Regions from separate parts of the Rattus norvegicus genome. Here region 2 is linked to region 1. A link is a contact called in public Hi-C data. All regions are on one chromosome and are shown on one strand. Each heading gives the region's core, a stretch centred on a gene start, on an enhancer-like site or on the middle of the called end of the contact. The rest is flanking DNA. Distances are from core to core; before and after follow the strand shown.

Region 1 (5,640 bases), core at 1,772-4,271:
TGTTCTCAACTCCCTACATTTCAAGGAAAAGTTCAAGCTTCTTATATGCCAGGGCTTTGGTACCTTGACCCCTGTCCACTCCTCCTGCCTCCCTCTGCTTCCCAGAGACTCCTACACCTGCTGTGCCATGTTCACACACACCCCATGATTGACTTGCTTCCTCTATGTAAAGCTGTCACCTCATCGTCAATTTCTTAATGTGGAGTTTGGAATCTGCCCTTTAACCATCCCTGGCAGGCGATTCCAAGTTTAGGCCTGTCTATGTAGCCAGAGTTCGCAAGGGCTTGAACTTTACTCTGCTCACTAGAGACACAAAGGTCAACCAAGATGTATTGCTGATTGGCGGCGTCTGGGCGCCTCTATCTGAACGGCCAAACTGAAAAGCAAAGACGTAAGCAAACCAACACAGGATGTAACCCCACAGGTTCACCAAGTTGGAGAAGAATTAACTGCAAGCCAAAGGCACCAATTCCCATAAAGAAACGCAAAAACTCCTCAAGGCTAGATGATTCCAGCTCTGCCCACAGCTGTGACTGCAGAGGCTGAGGGAGTCCTTACCTTACTGACGATGAACAGCTCGTCTCTCTTCACCACACCCTCCTTGATTTTCTCCTTGATTCCCATCCCAACCTCACTCTCATTGTGGTATAAGTAAGCACAGTCGAAGTGCCGGTAGCCCAGGTTGATAGCCACCTTAACCGCATCGGTCACTTCTCCTGGAGAGGCCTGTAACCAAACACAAGAAAGCTCGGAATACCCAAGACACAATCTGAAGCTCAAGAAGGAAGACCAAAGTGCGGATGCTTCAGTCCTTCTTAGAATGGGGAACAAAACACTCACAGGAGAAAATATGGAGAAAAAGTGTGGACAGAGACTGAAGGAAAGGCCATCCAAAGACTGCCACACATGGGAATCCATCCCACATAGTCACCAATCCAAGATACTATTGTGGATGCCAAGAAGTGCTTGCTGACAGGAGCCTGATATAGCTGTCTCCTGAGAGGCTCTGCCAGAGCCTGACAAATACAGAGGTGAATGCTTGCAGCCAACCATTGGACTGAGAAATGGGGTCCCCATTGGAGGAGTTAGAGAAAGGACTGAGGTAGCTGAAGGGGTTTGCAACCTCATAGGAAGGACAACAACATTGACCAGTCAGATACCCCAGAGTTCCCAGGGACTAAACCATCAACCAAAGAAAACACATGGAAAGACCCATGGCTCCAGCTGCATATGTAGCAAAGGATGGCCTTGCCGGGCATCACTGCGGGGAGAGGCCCTTGGTCCTGTGCAGGCTAGATGCCCCAGTGTAGGGGAATGCCAGGGTGGGAAGGCAGGAGGGAGTAAGTGGTGGGTGGGTGGGGGAACACTCTCATAGAGGCAGGGGTAGGGGTGATGGGATAGGGGGTATCTGGAGCGGAACACTGGAAAGAGGATAACATTTGAAAAGTAAATAAAGAAAATATTCAAGAAAAGAAAAGAAAAGAAAAAAAAAAGGAAAATCTATCATCAGGGGAACCTAATTCCTTTTCTCCCTCGGAAAATATATAGTCAAACAATAAATAAATATTCAAATTGGTAAAGCAGTAGGAACATCAGTTGGACTTAAAGGTAGGGAGTAAGAATGTGATTAATATTCTTCTTTACTCATTTGGGGAGAAGACCACACGTGCTTTTCAGCTCTTGCAGAGGGCTGAGCTGTGTGCTGTGTTTCTTGAATGGTTACAGAAGGGGTGAGAGCAGCTGGGGCATGAAGCCATCTGAGCTCTAACACTCAGGGATGCGTGAATCAGTTGGAAACCTAAAACAAGCATCTACTCACACACGAGGGACTCGTGCGATACCTGTATGGCACATATGTGAGGCACATAGATATTTCCACTAAATATGAAAAGTGCAACCCAAGCCAGCCTTGAATGTGATGGCTCCCTTGCTCTTTCTTAAAGCTGCAGCTACAATATTTAAGATCACCAGTCATTGTCATATTTGTTACTGCTTTTCCATTGTCTCCCACAAATTTCGAAAGGGATCCCTGTGCCTTCAGGTGGAGGAATTAAATGCTTTCATTGTATTGGGAGGGTGATGTTTCTTTCCCCCTTTTTATTTATTTGTTATTTTATTGATGTTTCTTCCACCTCAGTCTCCGCTAGGCGACACCAAAGAGCACTCACATCACCAAAATTGCCTTAAAAAAGAAAAAATCCCACCATTTTTACAAAAGTTTCTGAAGAAACCTTTATCTAAAAACCTACTAAACAGAATTTTCAAATTTACTTTTTATCGAAAAATATATTTTGATCATCTTTCCCCCTCCTCTAACTTATCCCAGAGTTAGGTAGGCCTAGTTCCGTACCTACATACTTACTCAATTTCATGTTCACTCCCTACATACAAAATCTACGGAACAGGCAGTGTATCTACTAGCCAAGATCTCTACTGCCACTAAGCGGACTCCAGAAGTAGACATTACACGTACATGAGTGCAATTATTTAATTATTTTTATTTAGTTTATTTCAGTACGCCAAGCGGCACGCTTCCTTGTGGCCATTTCATACACCCCGGGTTTCGCTGTGCAAAGATGAGTAAGTGCCACTTGGCACAAAAATGATTATTTTAGAGGTTGGGGATCCGTCACTAGCTCACACAAGGCTGGGTTATGCTCACGGTGCTTTATATAAAATTAGCCTAACTGCTTTTCAACCGCGCAGGGAGCAGGTGTTTTAGGATCTAGTAAAAGTAGCTTCTCAGGAGAGTCCGATCTCTCCTCTAATCAGTCTGGAGGCAAGACCTTGATCACAGCCCGGGTCTGGAAGGAGTCACCCTGGGCAAAAGAAGTCCCGCACCCTGACGGTTCCTGAGCGAGTATGCATCGGGCTCCGGGACCCTTAGCCCGACCCACACCGGAGCGCCTCCTCACCTTCCAGGTGCCCAGGCCCACTGTGGGGATTTGATGCATGGCTCCCCTTCGCTCAGAGGATCAGCCCCCAACCTGCACTGGAGGTGACGGCGAGCAGCCCCGGGCGCTCAGGGTAATGCCGTGATTGGCTGGAGTTCTGACACTCTAATTGGCTGATGGAGAGGTCGGTTAGTGGTATGATTGGCTGGTAGCATAGTCCATTTTCAGAGGACCTAAGCAATCGTGTTTGGTTGTGCATTTCCTCTCTCCTAAATCCTCTGTGATCCTAGGCGTTCTGTCTCTTAGCAACCGGCTTAAAGCCCAAGTCCTGTGCGGTGTCCTTCCTGTAAACAGGCTGGGGTGCATATTTATTTCCTGAACGTTAGATGTTTTAGATTAATGCTCGTTCCTACTATACTGGAAAAAAATCGATTGAAATATATTAGCTGTCTTGCAGTCTTGCAATGATGTGTGTTACTTCGAGGAGATTGCCATGTTACTAATAGTGGAAACATGATATGGATATCATTTTTAGGGTGTGTCTTATGAAATTAAAAAAAAAAATCGGGACCAAAAGTTAAACACCTTGGAAGATTATGGACTGTAATAACACCTAATAATAAAGAAGGTAATGAACTTTAAAGGGAGCAAAGAGTAGAGGGGCAGATTTTGAGGGAGGAAGAGAAAGGGAGAAATGTAATTATAATTGCAAAAAAAATCTCAAGATAATCCCTCAAAGGAATGCCTATAAGACAAATCATCCCCCGGATGATTCTACGTCCTATTTAGTTGGCAATAATCCTAAAATCACAAGCTGAAACAGCTAGAAGGAACCAGAAAAGCAACCCAGAAAAGCAAAGGTAAATGACTATTTCGAAAATATTAGCATTATTAAAACGATCACAAAAACTAAGGACTTACCATATTATAGTGCTGGAAGTTTGTACCCTTTACTTGTTTATTAATACTTTGGCAGAAGTCAACAATTTTACATTGTTATTAGCATCAGCAAATTCAACCCACCTTTTTTTTTGTCTTTTGCCACGTTAGATATCTGTTCATATGTTTGCGTTTTGTGTGTCCTCGTGGCAGACGTTCTGTGGATGTGGAAAACTGCATCTCCTCCAGTTCTCTTTATTTATTTTGTATTTCGTAAAGAATGGCAAAGTTAAGCCATTAACGGTTAGACATTTTTTTTTTGTAGATTTTGATCCTAAAAGTGTTCTTTATGCAAATCGACACGGAAGTACCCGTTTGCAAGAGAATGTGCTTTCAGATGTCACATTTTATTAGCGCTCTCTCTGATAGGCTTTTATTACTCATAGGCACACTTTACAGTTTCAGTTCATAAACCTACAGAAATACTGTCCTTTCGATCACTTCATAAAAACTTAGTTTGATCTAGGGATGCCTTCTTTGTTAATGGGCATCTCAGATTTCTTAGTAGTAATTTAGGAGAAACATGAATGCTACAGATGTAAATACTTGAAAAACGTATAAGGCTACTTTATATGAAACTATTGAAACCTCAGATTTTGATGAGGTAGCTTATGTTAGCACACTGAAAACTTTTACCAGGTTCTCGTGGCAAGTGGAGACGAATAGATACACATACGTATACATAATGCACACATGCATACATATAATGAATACATATGTTTCTATCTGCTCAATCATCCATGCAATTAACAGCATATTCTGGTCTATACAAGCAATTTAACAAGGCAAAATGGTACAATAATATCTACAGATACTTATGAAATATTTGGATGCCATTAGGTTAATTTTGCATATGTATTTTAATAGATGCAATTTTAGAAAAAAACACTCTTGAAAAACATCTAGAAAAAACATAGTGGGAAAATTTAACAAATGTAAATTACACAGGAGCTAATTCACCCAAGCTTTGGAAATATTTTGTAATGATTCTTTATAATCAAAAAATAAGGGATTGGGGATTTAGCTCAGTGGTAGAGCGCTTGCCTAGAAAGCGCAAGGCCCTGGGTTCGGTCCCCAGCTCCGAAAAAAAGAAAAGAGAAAAAAAAAATAAACTGAAGACATAAATTGCGTGATTAAAAAAAATAATAAAATGACACATGGACTTTATAAGTTGGTTCTTCCTGCCCCCTGGTGGCCATTTCTCAAAATACAGATATGTACATAAGAATGTATGTAGCGTGTATATAAAACTTATATAAAAGATAGGTAATATATAAATGTATGTCTAGATATACAAATATTTACACATACATTTATAAACACATATGTGTACTCATATGTGTGTATGTGTGTTTAACTGAATAGTCATACTACCTTACACAGAGTATAATATTTCTCCCACATACACCACACCGATTGCCAAATAAAAATCTCAGAAGCTGGTGTACCATACCTTATCTAAGCTGTTGGTTTGGAGGTTCCAGAGACTTCCAAAACATTGCAGGTCATTGATACTGATCTTGGTTGCAAACCAGAAGAACTTGATGATATGATTCCAGTGTTAAAAACACCACATAGTCTGTTCATAGGATACAGAGAAATAAAGTTGGTACTCACTGGGTAACTTCTTCTCTGCTTTCTGGCTTTCATAGTACCAGAAGGTGCTATGTGGGCTTCTGTAGGAGAAACGTCATCAGCAGGTTTTCTACCTGTGAACATTGGAGGCAGAATGATGTCCTGTGTGGAAAGATATTCCTGTGGACATGCACAAACGTTTTGGGCTGGTAATCAACTCATTCTGATTAGA
Region 2 (5,640 bases), core at 800-3,299, 250 kb before region 1:
GGGGTGGGTAGATGGGTGGAATAGTACGCACATGGAAGAAGGGGGGATGGTAAAGGGGGATTATGGATGGGAAACCAGGAAAGGTGATAACAATTGAAATGCAAATAAATAAAAATTTTATCCAATAAAAAGAAGGAAGAAACAAAAGTGAGAGCAGTGGAGGATCGCTTTGATGTCAAGCTCCTCATACGTTGTTTATAAGCACACAAATGCATGTACAATCATACAATGCTTACAGGGGTTTGAAAAGTCAATCAAGGTAACTTTTGTGATCTTTTAAAGAATCTCTACAGTTATCTTTTCACAATAAAAACAGTGACTAAAATTCTGGTTTCTACCACCAGTTCTGGAAAGCGGCCTGGACTTATCCAAGAATAAGGCCATCCTGTGAGTGATCAACCTGAGGCTCCAGTAGTGGCCTTGACCTGTTTTTTTTTTTTTTACAACTTTGCAAAATTAACAAATCCTATTCATATCTCCAGATTACTCTGGAGTCAAACAGGAAGGAGATGGATAAATTTGAAGTCAAGGGGAAAGTCCTTTAGCACACAATAAAATGGTCTTATGAGGACTAGAAAGTAAGAAGGTCCTTCCAGGTTAGCAAACATTCCATCATGATGTTTTTCGTACTGAGGACAACCAGGCTCTAAATCCAACATACACTAATGAATACAAATAATTCATAATTATCTTTACTGGGTCCTCCTTCTCCCCATCAAAATGATGCATTATAAATACCAATAAGTATTCCACAGTTGAGAGTTAGACATGGCAGACCTCACTTAGTTCTGGTAGAACCTGCACTGTGAGATGCTGATGGCTACACTGAAACAAACCGAAGTATTTCTCAAATATTTGCTTCATGCATTACTCTACAGAAGAGGTTCCCAATTTCCAATGCTAAGACCCTATAATACAGTCCTCATTTCACGGTGATCGCTGGCCATACAATAATTTTGTTTCTACTTCATGACTGTAATTGTGCTACTATTATGTAATATAAGGTAAATATCTGATAACGAGGATATCTTATAGGCAAATTCTGTGAAAGTCCAAAGGGTTTGCAACCCACACTTGAGAACCACTGATCTACAGGATGCCACCCAGAGTTATGATGTTCCTTTCCCTGCATCTTGCCTTTTTGCAATGAAAAACGGTGTCATAGGTTGTGGACACAGAGACTCCCCTCTGATACTGCAGCCAAGAATGCTGATAGGCAATCTGGTGACTTTCTTCTCTATGAAGCTGTGAAACATGGCCATAGGAAAAGCATAGTGTCTGGAATTGCTAGGTCACGGGTCTGTCCCTTTAAGCCCAGAGCTCACAGCCAAGTTCACTCTTACAGATGGCAGGTCCCAAATGAGAACAGTAAACTCACAGGCAGGCCTAAGCCAGACAAGTAAATCCAAGGAAAAGAACACAGCCACATCGTGAGAAACCCAGATTCCCCACTCACAGCCAAAATAGCAGGGACGGTAAACAAACTTTCTCCGTGTCCCTGAAGTTGCTGACTGAATTAGAGCTAATGTCCCAATGCCACTGAGGCATGTACCCTGTACCTCCACTATATGCTGAACTAGAACGCACCATCAGAGAAAATGTTTTAAGAGTTTGGCCTTCCCTTTGTTGCCCATTAAGCTAGTCTCCCTACTGACTCACCAGGAGCAGGGATCTTTCCTTAGAGAAGAGCAGGCATGAATATAGATCCTGTTCTTCTGCCTGAATCCTGATGCACCCTACCTAGGGAGCCAGCTCAGTCTCCTACCCACAGCCACCAATCGCAGCTCTTGCTGTAAGCTCTATTTAACAAGAATAATCAACAAGTCGGGACACAACTGGACCCTGATGCAGAGCAAATCTAAGTATCTGCTCTCTTGTAAATGGCTTAGCTTTAACCTGGAGATACTGAGAGGCCTGTATTCTTACCTCCTTGGGTTTATAGGTGCCAAAGCCCAGGGCAGGAATGAAGTGGCCATCATTTAGTTTGACACAGTGCTGTTTGGAGCTCATTGTCTCTCCCTCCCCTGGCTAAGCACGTCCTAAGTCTTCTGGTGCCCTGAAGGGGAAGTGGATAAACGTCATATATCAACTTCCTGTCTAATGCTTAACAAGTGACACTCCCTTTCTGGAAGTTAGCCATGCCTTCTCACTGGCTAATGTTTAACCATCTTTATTCCCTAGCTAATGATTAATCAGTGCTACTGTCTGGCTAATGGTTAACAGTACTGTTGTGTGCCAACTGTTTGAATACTACGATTGTCTGTCTAATGGACAGCCAACAGAAAGGAGGAGTCAGAAATTTAAAGCAGTATTCCACATGTAAAAAGTTACTCATTCTCATATGAAGGATTAACTTAAAATAACGTACTATATAATGATAAAGCCTTTGTTTTCTGCAGTTTTTCTCCTTTTTATCTCATATACTATATATTATTAGAGAAGAGATTGGATGAATAATTTTAATACTGAATACACTTATTTTCATTTGGCCATGATGAAGCCTCTACATAATCATGAATCACTGAAAATAATGAGCTACTGCATGCTATATAAACATAAAGAACAGAGAAGCCACACTGAGCACTTAAAGTGACAGGGACATAAACCACCCACATATATTTCAACCCAAAATTTGTCCAGTCTGCAAGAAATGCAGGGACAAAGGTGGAACTAAGACTGAGGGAATGGCCAAGGAATATCCAGCACAACTTGAGAGCTATCCCAGGGGCAAGCATTAATCTATGACACTGTTAAAGATAATTTGTTACACTTGCAGACAGGAAGCCACCATAACTGATGTCTTTGAGGCTTACCCCAGCATGTGAGTGAGACAGATTCAGAGACCCACTGCCAAGCATTGTATGGAGCTCAGGTACTCTTGTGAAAGAGTTGGAAGGGAGGACTAAGCATCCTGGAGGGAATAAAAACTCTATATTAAGACCAAGAAAACTAACAAACCCGGACCCTTGGGGATTTCAGAGACTGAACTACCAACCAAAGAGCATACTCTGGCTGGACCTAGCCCCTCCCCCCTACATATGTAGTAGGTGCAACTCAATCTTCATGTGGTTCCCCCAATAACTGGAACACGACGAATGCCCCTAAAGTTGTGACCTTTCTGTGGAATCTGTCCCTGTAACTGTTACCTTGTCTAGCCTCAGTGGGAGAGCATGCACCTAGCCTTGTATAAACTTGATGTGCCAGGGTTGGGGGATACCAGGGTACCTTCACCCTCTCAGAAGAGAAGAGGAGGGAAAAGGGACTTTGTGAAGGATTGGCGTGGGGTTATGTGGATTAGGGTGCAGGGACAGCAATCAAAATGTGAAGTGAATAAATAAATTAATTACAGGAAACAATACCTCATGAAGTAAATTTAGTCTTCTCAGAATTTTATAAAAATAAAAAAGAGATCAACAATTAAATTTGAAATCCTTATTCTTCTCCCTGCAATTTTTTTCCTGAATTTTTCTATTGTCATTTTCAGAAGTGTAATCCTGAAAGACATAGTAAAGGGGACAGCACAGAATAGTGCTTACTGGTTCATAAACAGTTGGCAGCTACTGAATTTTTTTCCTACAAAATGAAACACGGCTTAAACATTACTATTGCATTCATTTCTTAGACCAATTTAAAATATTTGCTTCAAATATTAAATACTTGTGTTTATATATGCTGGGTATACCAGAAGAACGTGTTTAATTACTTGATGATGTAATAACCAGTATTCATGTGAAACCTAGCTTTTTATGTGGGTGCTGGGATACAAACATTGGTCCCAGGACTTTGCTTTTAACCACTGGGCCATTTCTCCAGTCCCTGATTTTAGATAACTATGATAAGATGTTAAATGGTAGATCAATATTTTATAATTTATGTCCTCATCCTACAATTAATTACAAAAGAGCGAACTTGAAAATAATCAAATTACTATGAAATTTAGAGTGGGAGAATAAATATAAAGAAAGTATTGATGTTAAAGGTTTTTTATTCAATTAAACCTAGAATGCATAGATTTCCACTAAAACAACACATATGGGGCTAGAATACATGATAATTTTTAATATCAAGTTGCCATCTCATGTGCATTACATACAAGGCAGCCTGAAATTTATAAAACATTTTTCAAAGAAACAATTACTGTTATTAATAACTTTTCTGTAGGCTATCCAATATTCTAGAATTAATGTCTATCAATTTGGAATCTGAAGAAGGTGTTTACTAAGAAGTACATAAGGACAAAAGAGATTGCTTGACTCTTAAGAACATCATATTCTTTTCCAGTGGACCAACTTTGTTTCCAGAAACTTCTTGGTGGCTTACAAAGTTCTTTTATACAGGGACCTATTGCCCTCTTCTGGCCTTCATGAGCACTACATGCATGTGGTTGACAGACACAGGAGGCAAAGTATCTATTCACATAAAAATTCACATAAAAATACCCACCTAAAAAACGTCAACCCAAAATTTGTCTTGCCTACGAAACATGCAGGAACAGAGATGGAGCAGAGACCGAGGGACTAGCCAAGCAATGACTGGACTAGCTTGAGACCCATCTCATCGGCAAGCACCAATCCCTGACACTGTATAATATACTCTGTTATGCTTGCAGATATGAGCCTAGTATGGCTGTCCTCTGAGAGGCTCCGTCCATCTTGGAGCTCAGGGTGTCTTCTGGAAGAGTTGAAGGGAGGATTGAGAGACCCAGCGAGGATAGAAACTACATAAGAAGACCAAAAGAGTCAACTAACCTTAACACTGGGGAATCTCAGAGACTGAACTACCGGTCAAAGAGCAAGCCTGCCTGGGAACTTGTTCCCACCACCCACCACATAGCAGATGTGCAACTTGGTCTTCATGCAGGTTCCCCAACAACTGTACCAGGGGCTGTCCCTAACTGTTGCTTGCCTGTGCATCCTGTTCCCCTAACTGGGCCACCTAGTCTGGCCTCAGTGGAAGAGGACACATGAAGTGGCTACATGTGGGTAGACTGGGAGAAGGGTGCAGGTTTCAATCAGTGTGTAAAGTGAAAAACTAATGAACATTAATAAATAAACTATGGTATTTTAAAGAACCATTAAAAGTATCAGTTATATTTCATTTGTGCCTAGTTTCTGCTGTGCAGCATATTTGTAAGATCCATTAATGTGACTTAAAGTACCTGCAGTTCATTCTGTTGTTGCTTAGTAATGTTGCATTTGTTTACATGTATGCCACATATTATTTGGACCTGCCCCTACTGAGGGAAACTTAAGCTAATCCACTTTCTGCACACGTGAAAATTCTTTTTAATTGTACCATGATATACTTTTTGGTTGTCTTGGGAGAGATAGATAGACAGAGTATAGTTTCCTTTGGAAGTGAATGTGGATATTCCATATCTCCTAGAGAGGCCAATCTTAAATGTCACTACCAAAAGGCTCACACTCCACATGATTTTGTGCTACTAATTACAACATGGTGAATGGGAAGAGCTTCAATGAATAAGATAGTGAAAACGATCATATCTGTCCAGGCGAGACAAGACTTCACTTTTCTCATATGGGAGCATGTATCATTTCTCATTCACAGCCCTCTCCTCCATGTGCCTCCAGGGTGAGAAAGGAGAGTACTACAGTTAGGATCTCAGTTGAAGCTCCTGCA

What was found. A called contact is a pair of places that touch in the nucleus more often than the background predicts.
Region 2: a contact with region 1 is called in a Hi-C map of liver, with 7 times the contacts expected there. The contact joins the promoter of Akr1c13 here to the promoter of Akr1e2 in region 1. A contact is called at or near these places in 7 of 12 Hi-C or Micro-C datasets (the A7r5 cell line, Schwann cells, frontal cortex and 3 more).

The regions. Positions count from the first base shown.
Region 1 is chr17:70,643,263-70,648,902 of GRCr8, reverse strand. Akr1e2 (aldo-keto reductase family 1, member E2) reads right to left here and starts at 3,021. Exons shown (of 10, transcript NM_001008342.1): 1 at 2,916-3,021; 2 at 559-726. The coding sequence starts at 2,954.
Region 2 is chr17:70,891,045-70,896,684 of GRCr8, reverse strand. It overlaps Akr1c13 (aldo-keto reductase family 1, member C13), which reads right to left and starts at 2,049. Exons shown (of 9, transcript NM_001170342.1): 1 at 1,927-2,049. The coding sequence starts at 2,010. It overlaps LOC134482872 (a long non-coding RNA gene), which reads left to right. Exons shown (of 6, transcript XR_010059522.1): 6 at 4,610-5,067.